Regions from separate parts of the Anser cygnoides genome. Here region 1 is linked to region 2. The links are chromatin contacts, called in public Hi-C maps. All regions are on one chromosome and are shown on one strand. Each heading gives the region's core, a stretch centred on a gene start, on an enhancer-like site or on the middle of the called end of the contact. The rest is flanking DNA. Distances are from core to core; before and after follow the strand shown.

Region 1 (6,509 bases), core at 531-3,030, 59 kb before region 2:
ATGATTTCATTCAGTTGTTATGTAGCAGAAGACTAATGTGGCAAGAATACACACTTGAGACTATAGGCTAGGGCATGAGGCATGTTTGAACTATCCTTCTCATGTAGCTCTTGCATTCAACTTAGTAAAATTCCACTTGTGGAACTGACAATGATTACTTTAAGTGTTTATTTCAATAAAAACCGGGAAGAGGAGGGCTTGAAAAGTCTCTGCAAAGCTACGGGTTTGGAGATGAGGTTAATCAAGGGATTAATTAGTTCCTTAAGGCTGCCTCCTAAAGGAGCTATACTGTACACAAAGTCATCAACCTGGCCAATACTATATTAAGATACTTTGTCTTGGTTCTTCAAAATTCTTTGCCTTTTTTAATAACTAACTACTCACAGCTAATTCCTTAATTAACCTCACCTTGCAATGGGAAAAAAGCCAATCCTGAAATAGTAAAGGGTGGCAGAACCTAGTACTCATCATTAGATTTAATGCTGAAATGGGAAATATCAGTGCCTCAGGTGTCACTGAACCAATTTGTTGCATGAGGTATGAATTTCAGTAAGGTAAGCTACAGTATATAATGGATACTCCTTTTTTTACTTCTTTTTTTTTTTTTTTGGGGGGGGGGGGGGGGAGCAGGCTTTATTCTCCTAAGAATTAAGAACCCAAAGTCACCTCCACCAGGCTACTGAGGAAAACGCCATTCCTTCAGGTGCCCTTTCATCATGCTTACACTACAGTTAAGGTCTGGTATCCTGGAAATTATGGAGCAACAGTGAGACTAATATTAGAAAACACATCCCAGAGAAACCTCAGGGCAGTCCTCCTTACACTTCCCACAAGAAATTTAGGTTTGTGGTTTGTTAGCAAGCTCTTGCATCTTGATTCTGCTTAACCTCAGGTTATGAAACGTAATCCATCCCTTAGATGAAGTTCAAATTTGGAATTTAATATTCCTTCCGTGTGTTTGCAGGATTTTTGAAAATAATTCAGTACATATGTTGATTTAAACATCAGTTTCCCCAGCTGAAGGAGGAGACTTTGTCCCTGACTGCCCTGTACCTCTGTGGTATCAACCCATGTTTTCTGTGAAGTACCTACCTATTTTTTACAGATAGGAAACATCCTCAGTCAGGATCAAGTTTCCTGTAACATACTTTGCAACTTTTTATAGCGAATGTTGTAGCCAGACTTAAAATTATCAGGCTTTTGTGTCAGTTGCATCACTAAAACCAATGCTAAGCTGTCAATGTTATATATGGCCAAATTACACTGCAGCATATTCCTAGATAGAAGCTAATAACCTGGGTCACTGCAAATACTGTAGCCAACAGTTGTTCTTAAGGGACTGCAAGACTTAAAACAAACAAAAAAAAAAAAGTGATGGTGACTCCACCACCTCCCTGGACAACCCGTCCCAATGCCTGACTGCTCTTTCTGAGAAAAAATGTCTCCTCATTTCCAACCTAAACCTCCCCTGGCGCAACTTGAGGCCTTTAGTCCTGTCACTAGTTACCTGTGAGAAGAGGCCGACCCCCAGCTCCCCACACCTTCCTTTCAGGTAGTTGCAGAGAGCAATGAGGTTCAGGAGAGCCTCCTCTTCCCCAGACTGAACAACCCCAGCTCCCTCAGCCGCTCCTCACAGGACTCGTGAGGCGTGCCGCAGGTCTCCCAGCCCTGCCTCTCCGCGCAAAGCCCTTCAGCAGCCCACCACCGCCCACCCGCGCGAGCCACCTCAAAGCCCCCCCCTGAGCCCCCTCCCGGCCGTTTAACGGCGGGCTCCCCCTCCCCGGCGGGCGGGGCGTGCGCAGGCGCGGGGCCGCGGCGCGCGACCTCGGAAGGGGCGGGGCGCGCTGCGCGGCGATGCGGCCGGCGGGAGCATGACAGGGGGCGGCAAGCGGCGGCCGCGCGCGGCGGCGGCGGCGGCGGCGGCGGCGGCGGCGGCGGGGGGCGAGCAGGTGGCGGTTAGCGGGCGCGCGGCGCGGCCCTTGGCGGCGGTTGGCGGCCGTTGGGTGGCGGTTGGCGGGCGGCCCCCGGGCTGAGGGGGGGGCGCTGCGGGCCGCCGCTCGGAGCCCCTAGGCCCGCGTCGGGGCGGGCGGGGAGCCCTGGCGTGCCGTCCCGAGCAGAGGAATAAACCTGGCCTTTTTATGCATAACTTGTTCGTTAGCGTTTAGTTACCTACCAATTTTTAGAGCATCGCAGGGGAAAAGCCCACCTAGGCTTACAGCTGTAGCGGTGTGTGTGCATGGATGGAGCATTTCCATGCCCGTTTTGGTTCGCCTTACATCTTTTTTTCATTATTTTTTTTTTTTACAGCAACTTAAACTTTTGGCTGCATCTAAAATGTTAGGCTGTAAACTGCACCAGCTCAGACTGGGAATAGCAGAGTGGCACAAGTAGTAAACACTTGGAGGATTTATGTCCTTCAATCAAGCATGACAAAATTGTGTCCGTTCTTCTAAGTGCTTGTATAACAGGAGTTCCTTAGATGCAGGCTGCTGCGTGGTTAGAAACTGCCATTTTAACATAATGCCAAACTTAGATTAAGATTGCTTAGTCCTTTACTTGATGAGCTCATAAAGGTGCTTCTTTAGGGGCACACTGACCCACTGATATCAAAGTAGTGCTTTGCTATTTTGTACATATTAAGAACTTGTTGGGGAAAACAAGTTGTAACACTTGTTATAACACTCCTAAGGGACTCTCTGCAAAGTAGATGTTCTAATCTGTATATACGCTGTTTTAAATAACAAGCACGACTTTATGGTCTTGGTCGTTGTTTTTCCATTAATACAGAGGCTTTGTAAAGTTCTTCAGTGGAACTGACAGGAAGCAATGAGGTTAACTTTTCTTTCCCTATCTGCAGTGTGAAAAAAATGGGGATGCCAAGAAGAGAAGGTCAAATCAGGCAGATATACCTGATGCTCTTCGTCAAGAAGCAGAAACGTGCTACCAGCTTAGGCTACCTGAAGACTTCTACCAATTTTGGAAGTTCTGTGAAGAACTAGATCCTGAGAAACCAAGTGGTAGGTTTTTGGATTTTATTTATTTTTTGCCTTTCCTAACTTTCACTCTCAAAAAAAACAGCCGGAAGGTAGGCAAACTGGAGGCTGTCAGATGCGTTCTCATGCTGCTTCAGTTTGCAGCTCAGCTGTCAAGATATTTACTTGAGTATAAACAAGAATACTGGAGATAATCACAAAGATGTCAGTCTACTTCAAGCTTCCTGAAATATAATTAAACCGTGGCACGTCAAGGATTAAATGTTATCTAAATCTGCCTTTCTTGTAGGTACATTTAAAATATTAAATATTGAATTAAAGTTTCCTCGTATCAACTCAGACTTCAACTCCCTAAAATTTATTATATAACAGAATATGAGGTCTCAAGGTGCTCTAGGAATGCCACTTTATTTTCCAATGAAAAGTATAATAACCTAACTCTTAATATCCTAACTCTTGAATGAAAGCTAATTAAACAAAAGAACGTCTCAACTTTCCTTGTCTGATAAACAGTATGTGTGACTGTTTGGATTTATGGATATTTTTGATACGTGAGTGACACAGGAGTGTCTTGATTTAGCTGTGCACCAGCCAGAAATTAAAACAGTTCGTGCTCTGCTTTTCAGATGCACTTGTGTCAAGTGTTGGACTTACACTGGTTGGACCATATGACATTCTTGCTGGAAAACACAAAAAAGCGAAATTAACAGATGTGAACTTCAATCTTCATTGGAGATTCTTCTATGATCCCCCAGAATTCCAGACTATACTTGTTGGGGATAGCAAAACACAGTATCACATGGGATATTTCAGGTATTTAATTTAATATATGCTCTTGTTATGATACAGTTGCCTGTTACTTTTTCTCCTCCATGTTTTCCATGACACAGGATTTGAGAATGAAATGTATAAATTAAAATAAACGTCAAATAAATGTCTCTTCTTTAACAGAATATTAACACATGGGTTGGTATCTTTAATAAAATAAGACCAGAGATATTGGAGTTGAAGGTTAGATTTAAATGTTTATTAAACTCGCCCCATCATCCCTCCAGAGCACCTTCTGGTTAGTTTAATCTCTAGCCATAAGACTTCAAAGAAAAAGTCAAGCATTATGAAATAAGGTGAGTCTGCGTTCTCTGTGTGATTATTGATAGGAGCTCCTTTCAAAAGCATACTTTAAGGCTCTACAGTTTTAGACCTAATGTTGCTTTTGTAAGGTCTCTGAAGGAGATGTCAGCATAGTGAGGAGGCAAATTAATTTCACTTTGAAATAGGAGAAATGGACACAGCTTGAATATTTGTATGTACTTTTTCAAAAATAGGGATGTGCCAGATGAGCTTCCGGTGTGGGTTGGTGCAAATGAAGCTAAGAAGAACTGTCTGATTACTCCAGTTGGTGACAATGTATTTGCTGCAGTCAAGTAAGGTTCATATTTACTTCTATTTGTAAAAAGTAGTATAGAAAAGAAACTGTTAATCAGGAGATGTGAGAGGAGATAACGCAGCTACATCTTTCATGCATATGTAAAAATACATTATATATAAAGAGTAACTACAAGAAGCCCCATTTCTGAGCTGGGGCAGGTTAGCATTTATATGAGTATATAATTCTGTACGATTCATGAAGCTTTATGTGGTCCTGCATCATGAACGTAAACAACAGAAGTGTGAATACTCCTGTTTCATGGCCTGTCAGTTAAAAATGGAAAGCTCTCTAAGGACAGATGCATGTCAGTAAGTGAAAGCAGACGGAAGAAAAGATTCTGCAAACAACCCGTGTGAAGTGCAGAGTTAAACAATGACATTTGTTTTGAAAGTCCCACGATGAAACTCATCAATATGTATTTATGTGCATGACTTGGATGACAAAGAGCGTGTAAGTCACTGAAGCAGTAAACTAAATTCTTCAGATAGACGGATGAACAGCGACTGAGTTCGTGAGAATCTTCAGCACCTGCAGATAGCGCAAACCGTATTGTCATGCAAACACAGATAGAAAAGGCCAGAGTACTCTCTCTGTGCCAAACTTTGCTTTTTGTGGTGCTTGTTGTTGAGAGGCTTGCATTCCTAAGTCTGTGTATAAATAAACCCTTGACTGCTAATCTTCATTATAAGATTTGGAGGTTTAGTGATTAGAAGGCTATTCATTTGTTTTTTTTCTGTTTAGCTCTTTTAAGACATGTTTCTTCTGTTTACAGATTATTTTTGTCAAAAAAACTTAAGGAAGTGACTGATAAAAAGAAAAGTGCTGTTTTGAAAGAGATAGATGAAAAACTAACAAGAACAGCAAAAGAATTGGGTTATTCTCTGGAACAAAAAACCATGAAGATGAAACAGAGAGATAAGAAAGTATGACTTTCCTGATCCGCTGGAGAGAACTAAGTTCTGTTAAACTGTTTTTTTCATTTACTTACCTGTTTTTCTTTTTTTTTCTTCTTTTTTCCTCCTTTTTTCTTTTGTTTTGGAATCCTTCTATTCAGTAAAGAAGCCTCATTTAGGAATATCCAGATCTCTTTCTATAAAACTTCAGGAGAGGGAAGATCAGTACAAGTGTGTTCCAAATAATGGGATTAAATCAAAACACTTTACTCTTCTAAAACATAGCTTGCCAAGTAAGGCATTAAAATAAAGAAAAAAAAAAGGCAGAAATAGTCTGAAACAAATGGGGAGCATGGAGAAGACTGCCTCGTAGTGAAGGTCCATGCGAATGGTTGGGTTGGATCTATGAGAAAGAGTAACATGAAGGATGATTTGTGTTAATAGATTATTTTTTCCATACCTATTAGAAGTAATTATGGCAGCAGGGACAGAGCAAATATAGTAAAATGCACAAAATATACAAGTGACTACAAGCAGTCCTAGATTTCAGAACTTCGCTGGAGTTTCTGGTTATTTGAAACTTCAGTGCTTAAAAATAATTACAGTATACTTTAAGTTGGCGTCCTTGAGCCTAGACACTGTGTTTGGGTTGGCCACCAGCAGCCAGGTGCTGATGTTGTTTAGTGATGTGAGTGGTTTTATGTCACGGTATTGACTTACGGTACTACGTTTGATTTCCTGGCTCTTTGTTTAGGTGGTGACCAAAACATTTCACGGAGCTGGCCTGGTTGTTCCTGTAGACAAAAATGATGTTGGATACAGAGAACTGCCCGAAACAAATGGTAAAGATATTGTTCACTATATTCTTCTGCTCTGTTTAAGTAGACAGTCTCCAGTCACATACCTGTTTTGCAAAAGCAAATTGCATTCGTGTTTTCTACCTAAAGAATACGAGCAGCTGGGAGTAAAGGGCAGATGTTTTAACTGTCACACTTGAGCAACTAAGTTTGGTTTATATAAGTAAACCAGATGAGAATCAAAGAAACATACTAAATACAAAATAATAATTCCTATAGTAGTAGTTTATACTACTGCACAGCCACGCAGGAAGTAGATTCAAAGAACTGATGTACATTCAGGGATTTGTGGGTTTATTTCTTGTTCCCCCTTCTCTTCTGGTGTTGTAGTAAGCAG
Region 2 (6,494 bases), core at 3,889-6,388:
TTATGTTACACAAGCAAGGCACTTTTTTTTTTTTATTAAGCCAGATATTCAGAAGTATAGTGCCCATGAAAGACAATTGTTCATTTAATTTCCTAACTACCAAGTATTGGACTTCCTAATGCTGATGTTCTTCAAGTAATTCTGCAGAAACAAATTTTATGTACATTGAGGGTATCTGGGCTTTTAATACCTGTATCAGTATACAAGTTAAATAACTGCACATTCAAGACATGTCTGATGATATGAAAGGAAGACACATGGGAAGGATGCTTGTAACAATACGACAACTATCAGTTATAATGGCAACATCTGAGTGCTAAATGTGGCAAACAGGAAAAAGTGCATGAAGGAAGTGCATGGCAGGAAGACAACTGAATGCTAACGGGAGAGGAAAGGGTGATAAAAAACCAATAGGCTGAGTTCAATTTTACACAAAACAAGAGGAAATGACAAGAGTATATATTTAACAAAGTTTACTATGTTAATTAGAAATTACTTCCTTTCCTTCCTTTCTGTTCTGCTCTTTGACCATTGTTAAGACAACATTAAAGCTTTCACTCCATTAACTACTTCATTTATGAAAAAATAGAGGGAGAGCTTCCCAGTTCTTTTTTCTTTGTATTACTTGCATGTTTTTGCCAGTGCTCTTCTCTTTGCAACTTTTCACTTAGCCAAAAATTCAACTCTCGACATTTTGCACTGCTTCTAACGTCACCTCTGCTTGTCAGGTTTTTGCCTGTTTTACAGACTTGAAGCCAAATCTAGCAGAAAACAGATTTTTCTCTAGACGTAACAATTAGAGAAGACTGCTGATTTCTGCACAAAGGGAACATTAAAGACCATAAGACTTCAGAAATCCTATTACAACTAAGAAAAAGCAGGTAGCTGTAGAATAATCATCTTTCCCCTACTTGACAGCAAGTTGGTCATTTGACAGAAGTTACTATCTGCCTCATATAAGAAGTTATCCCATACAATGCAACTGTGAGGCAAGCACACAGGAAAATTCTCAACCACTTTCAACTCTAAAGCATCCTTTTGGAGGACAGAACAGTTAAAGGGAAATTTTAAGTTGTTATGAAAAAGGACTGTTTTTATTTATTTAAAAAACTAAAACCACACGCAACCCATAGAAATTTTAAAGATAAAATTAACTTACCAATTGATGCATCACCATCCAAGAGATTGTCATCTTCAGACGTCTGAAAGTCCATAATTACACCTGCTCCATCTAAAAGCTCCTCATCGCTGCTTGCACTAGTTATACTGTTGTAACTGTTTCGATAGTAGCCTCTGTGAAACAGCTGCTCAGACTCCATTTAGCTGCTTTATAACCTGCATAAAGAAAATGAATTATTTTATATTTGAAAACACAGAAACAACTGGTAAGTTTACATGAAAAATAAAACAGTATTAAGATTACAGTACTAAAAGTTACAAAAATGTAGCAGTAATACAGAATATTATACACAACATTTTACACAAGTCCTTTGATATTTAATAGGATGATACTTCGTCATCCCCTTTCTTGGGAATCTCCTTATTTTAATGATATCATCACGAAAGTATTTTACTTTCAGTAAATGTGGTTGGAATGCACATACCCAATACATACAAATGTGCACTGCGCCATGGAGCTGGTACAAAATCCAGTCAATTTTTAGATTAAAAAGTGAGAATCTTTAGTCACGGTATTTTTGTAATACGTCTCCTTAACCTACCACTTGTTTCACTCCGAAGTTGTAGTCCCTTGAACACAATTGTTCACATTCTTTTGCAGAGAAAAGCAGAAATATTTGAGTGGAAAACCTTTCAGAATCTTCTGTCTACGTAAAGCTTTCAAAACCCATACATATATACCTTTGTACATAATCAGGAAAAGGCAGCAGATGGTTTTGCACATTTGGTAGCAAGTTCTGCAGAAGACTGAACACACCAGGCTTTCACAGACCAAGACGTATTCCTCCTCTGCCTTGCAAAGTGAAAACCATAGAAATTACTTCACGATCAGGGTGGGAGGAAGGGGTATGTTGTGACCACACCTTGATTCCATGCTCTTATCTTTCCAAAGAAAGTCTTGTGCTTGTCATTTCTCAAGCATGGTCATACCTTTATTAGCATGCAACAGCCCAACCTCTGAAATGACATGTAACTATGCAGTTGCTTCCTTCACAGTCAGGGTCTTTGCTTCCAAAACAGAAAGGCTTCCTTTAAACAAATGCAGAGGACAACTCAACAAGGAACACCACCAAAAACATTCTGGCAGTTGTCTTTAGACAACTCAGCTTGTAAGATAAAGCTTTCCCTTCTCCAAATTTCTACACTAAGTCGGATTTGCAGCAGTAACGGGGAGGTATGAATGAGGTTCAATCTTCATCACATACCTTCCTGAGCACAGTATTTTCACTCAGTTGGGTGCTTGAAAAGCATCTATTTCATTCACCCCATCTAATTAAGAGCTATCAGGCTCCTGTCTTTCCAAAAATCTGCACATTTTCTAGTATTGCTTTCCTAAAAAAGATATAATTGGCAAGGGAGTTTATAATTAAGACCATTTTAGCAATGACTGTATCATTTTTACAAAATATTTTATATTCACATGCAGTACATTACACTAAAGCATCATGTACCTTTTCAGCAATAAGAAAATTTCATTCCCTCCAAACAAAGGAGATGGCCCTCCATCTCCCTCCAGATCTTTTCCTTATGCACTGTTTCCTCTGCTCATCCTCACATTCTCTAACCATTCACTGTAACTGCTACAAGGCTATATGCACCATAAACATCCAGCCAGCTGGCAGCTCTAAAAATAGATTATAGGACTTCTAATTCCGATCTCTCTCCTCTACCCAGCTGTTGAGCCTTGTGAAGTAGAGCTGAACTGGTTGGCCAATGTCAAGAGTTATTAGCAGAGGTCAAACAGCTTTCTCCTATTGGCAAACAGCTTAGCCCTCTAAAGAGCAAACAAGTTACTGAAGAGAGGTGAAAAGTAAAGTGACAAAGTTTGCAGGGTAGCTGGGGACAGAACTGTCAGCACTGAGCAGCTGGGTGATAACATAAGATAAAACTCTCTACTGATAACCACGAATTGAGTCACATTGCAGGTAGGGAGGAGAGGGAGGGAACAGAACCAATCCTAACTTACCCTAGGGGTTCTGATGGGACTACTACCATTCCCAAATGAAGTGGTACAGTTACAAGAAAGAGCTTAACATGCACCAGCAGTCCCCAAATTAATCAGATACAAAGTACTATCAAGTACAAGAGAGAACTTCGTACTGCCAGAAGTCCAAAAGGACTACAGAAGAGCTAGAACAGGTTACAAAAGATCACACTGATTACAGAGTACAAAATAAGTTTCCTTCTACAGGGCAACAAAATGGATCAGGGCTCTTCAGTCTGGAAAGATGTGACATGGAAGACAATACCAGAGGAAAAGACGAGGAGGAAGAAAAAAACCATGAAAAGCTATCAAAGACAACAGCTCTGGTAGGAATACTGGAGGCCAAGAGACAAGTGTGTATGCTTATTCTCTTCTTAAACTCTTCCCTAGAGATCTACTATTGGTCAAAACAAATCCCTTTGGTTTGACCATTCTCACTCCCTTAAAAAACTGTTCAGAATATTTACAATTTAAAACATGCTCTCTCTTCAAACACATTTCTTTCATACCTGTGTGAGGATTCTTCTTACGATTTTACAGGCACTGAGAAAAGCTCCTTAATGGACAGCCAAGAAAATTTCACACTATCATATGATGAAGCAGATCCTGATTGAAAATACATCTGCTTACACCTGGAAGCATCTCCATTTTCCCCAAAATATATCAGATTGTGATAATTTATTCAGAAGCTACATTTAGAATGATGCAATAGATACAAGTTGTCACACAGTAATTTTGGCCTTCCCATACAGTACCTACAAAGAACATACCAGAAGAGGTCAGATCATAAGCAGTCCAACTATTTTGCTATTATGCTTACAGAAACTTCTGTTAACATCACTCTGCCTGGATCAGTTGGGTACTATCATAAATGGAAGACATACAGCAGAGCTGAACTGAGAACTTTTGGACTTGCTAGATGTGTATGCACTCCCTGCATTGTCACCTATCTCCACAATGAAGGAAGAACATTGTCTCTCTTTCATATATTTAAAATAAATATAAAATAATAAAAATATGAAATATAAAAATAAAAATTCCTTTATATTGAGCTCCACAACTTCAGTTAATCTTACCACAAGCCTGCTATTCATAGTAAGGGACATAACTCTCCTTTTGGAGGTCTGTTTAATAACTTTGCAGAAATGTCAGAGCAGTGCATTAGAGGTATTAAACCTTCCAATAACCGAGAAAATGCTTTGAACCTGGTCTACAACAGACTAGAACATTCAATCAGTCAGAAACTGACAGACAAAACCAACAGACGTCCCAGAGCCAGACCAAGCATACCATGAGGAGTCCTGCATGCCAACTCCTCCGGCACATACGTGCCTCCAGTTACATGGCATGGCATGGTATCACAGGCCTTCTCTGCTGGTTTTGAAATACCATGTCTCCTGCTGCAGACATACTGCTGCTGACAGACCTCTTCAGCAAGCCAGCAGAAGCTGTGACACCCAAACCATTCCTGCCGAGCACCCTAACCAAGATTAAGAGTTGTACGTTCTTTCTCTGCATTCCCTAAGTCAGGTCCTCAACTGCTTCGTACCTGACATGGTGTTACAGATTACTGCCTTCCAGCAGCACGCACCAAAGGCGGGAAATGAAGGCCATCAGAAAGTCAGAGCTCAATAAGCTTCACACAGGACTGAAGTTTTACTTGTTGAGAGCACGTCAGTCACTGGCTTGCCCGCCACCTCCACCTGCAATTAAGAGCGTGGGGATGACAGCTGAGGTCAACACACAACAGATTTTCTTGTGTGCCTTTAAGAGAAGGGCTTGTTTAACAAACTGGGACACAAAGTTAGGGATGCACCACCTCGAGCTGTGTTCAGTGTCGGAGTCAATTTAAAAGCGCGTGCTCATGTGACCTTAAAATACTGTTATAGCATGCAGAAGGTCTGCCCTGCCCAAGGAAGCAGAGGGTGTGGACAGAGCAAGCACACTCCTCCTCCAAAGCAGACTGCTGAGAACAGCAATAAGAAAGGGAAGGAGGAGCCAGCCGGGAGTTTTTTTGTGGTTACAGCTGCCAGAGGAGAACCAGACTCATGCCCAACCCAGGCCAGTGGGGATTATCTTTTGTGGATGCTGGAAGACTGCATTCACACACAGCAGCCTGCACAAATGCTTACAGAGTTGTAGAGAGGGAGAACAGAGCAGAGGCAATGAACCAGACAGCCTGCTGTTTTATACGGTCAGATTCAGCCCGCGGATTCCCTGCCCTATCCAAATGGACACTAAAAGGCAAGTGGGGGAAAGATGGGGTTACTGAAGAGAAACTTCAAGCAGGGAAACAAGGTATCATCTGAATGCCAGTGAAGCCCAATACCCTGAAAAACTAAATAAAATAAACCATGCCTGATTTCCAGCAACTACTAGTTGCCCTAAGTATTTAAACTTTTTTTTTCCAGCCTAGATTACTTTAACAATGCAAGATAGAGGGTTTATGAGAACACTAAAGGTATTACACTCCGCATTTTTATGAAGCGTCATAGTTTTCATGCATAGTATGGTTCAGACAGAAAACAAACTCAAAAATCTTTCAGACTCTTTGAAAAAAAAAAGTAGAGAAATAATGCGCTGTAAGAATAAAGAAAGAAAATCTAAGCAACAATCAGGGAGCTCTTGAAACAAAGAATTCAATCCCACACATATACCCAAGTCTTCTGCGAAAAGAGTGTAACAGGAAAAAGGTGCAACTACACTCAGCCATACTAACATACTTCCAGGATGTCCTGATCCATCAAAACTCTTCTACAAAGCAAGCTAACAGAGAAGCCTCTGACACTAAAACAATTAAAAACAAATGAGAAAAAAAAATCATTACACAAAAAAAAATAGAACAGTGTATCTCACCTGCTACAACTAAGGAGAGGGAAGAGAGCAATGAGCATCCAGGTATAGCAAATTGTGCAAGATGTAATTAAGTACAGCACAAACAGGAACTACACTGGTAAAGGGGAACAGCACAGAAACAGCTACATGTATAGTCCACAAAGCATATAAAGCTATTAGTTTTCCATACAGTTCAGGACCTCAGGCGTTTTTCTTGTCCTCAAACACCAGACATCCTGCTTATCTTTCAAGCCCTACAAAGGAAAGGTCAAGCAGAGAAGCGAGTCAGCTGAGGGAATCACTTGCAGTGCAGTGAAGTGTCTCTGGAGAAGATGGACTAGGACAGTAAGAAATTTGATTTACAGGACGTTTGTTGTCGGGCAATTTGCATAATCTGTAAACCTCTGGTATGTTCTCCGTTGCCCCATAAATACATAAGAACACTTTTCTGTATCTCAAAGGGCAGGAAACAAAAGACATTTTAACTTTTTATTGT

Evidence for each region. A called contact is a pair of places that touch in the nucleus more often than the background predicts.
Region 1: a contact with region 2 is called in a Hi-C map of liver, with 5 times the contacts expected there. The contact joins the promoter of HPF1 here to the enhancer-like site in region 2. A contact is called at or near these places in 3 of 7 Hi-C or Micro-C datasets (granulosa cells and liver).

The regions. Positions count from the first base shown.
Region 1 is chr4:53,521,388-53,527,896 of Taihu_goose_T2T_genome, reverse strand. It overlaps HPF1 (histone PARylation factor 1), which reads left to right and starts at 1,780. Exons shown (of 8, transcript XM_066996766.1): 1 at 1,780-1,952; 2 at 2,858-3,017; 3 at 3,620-3,806; 4 at 4,319-4,417; 5 at 5,195-5,345; 6 at 6,070-6,157. The coding sequence starts at 1,872. LOC136790824 (a long non-coding RNA gene) reads right to left here and starts at 6,111. Exons shown (of 3, transcript XR_010831526.1): 1 at 6,036-6,111; 2 at 5,411-5,718; 3 at 4,700-4,950.
Region 2 is chr4:53,466,080-53,472,573 of Taihu_goose_T2T_genome, reverse strand. It overlaps CLCN3 (chloride voltage-gated channel 3), which reads right to left. Exons shown (of 13, transcript XM_066996755.1): 2 at 1,160-1,335. The coding sequence starts at 1,319. Among named protein-coding and RNA genes, the nearest start is that of CLCN3, 12 kb to the right of the region's middle. Within about 2 kb of position 5,138, at least 1 of the 3 cell types and tissues checked has open chromatin away from gene starts, as enhancers often do.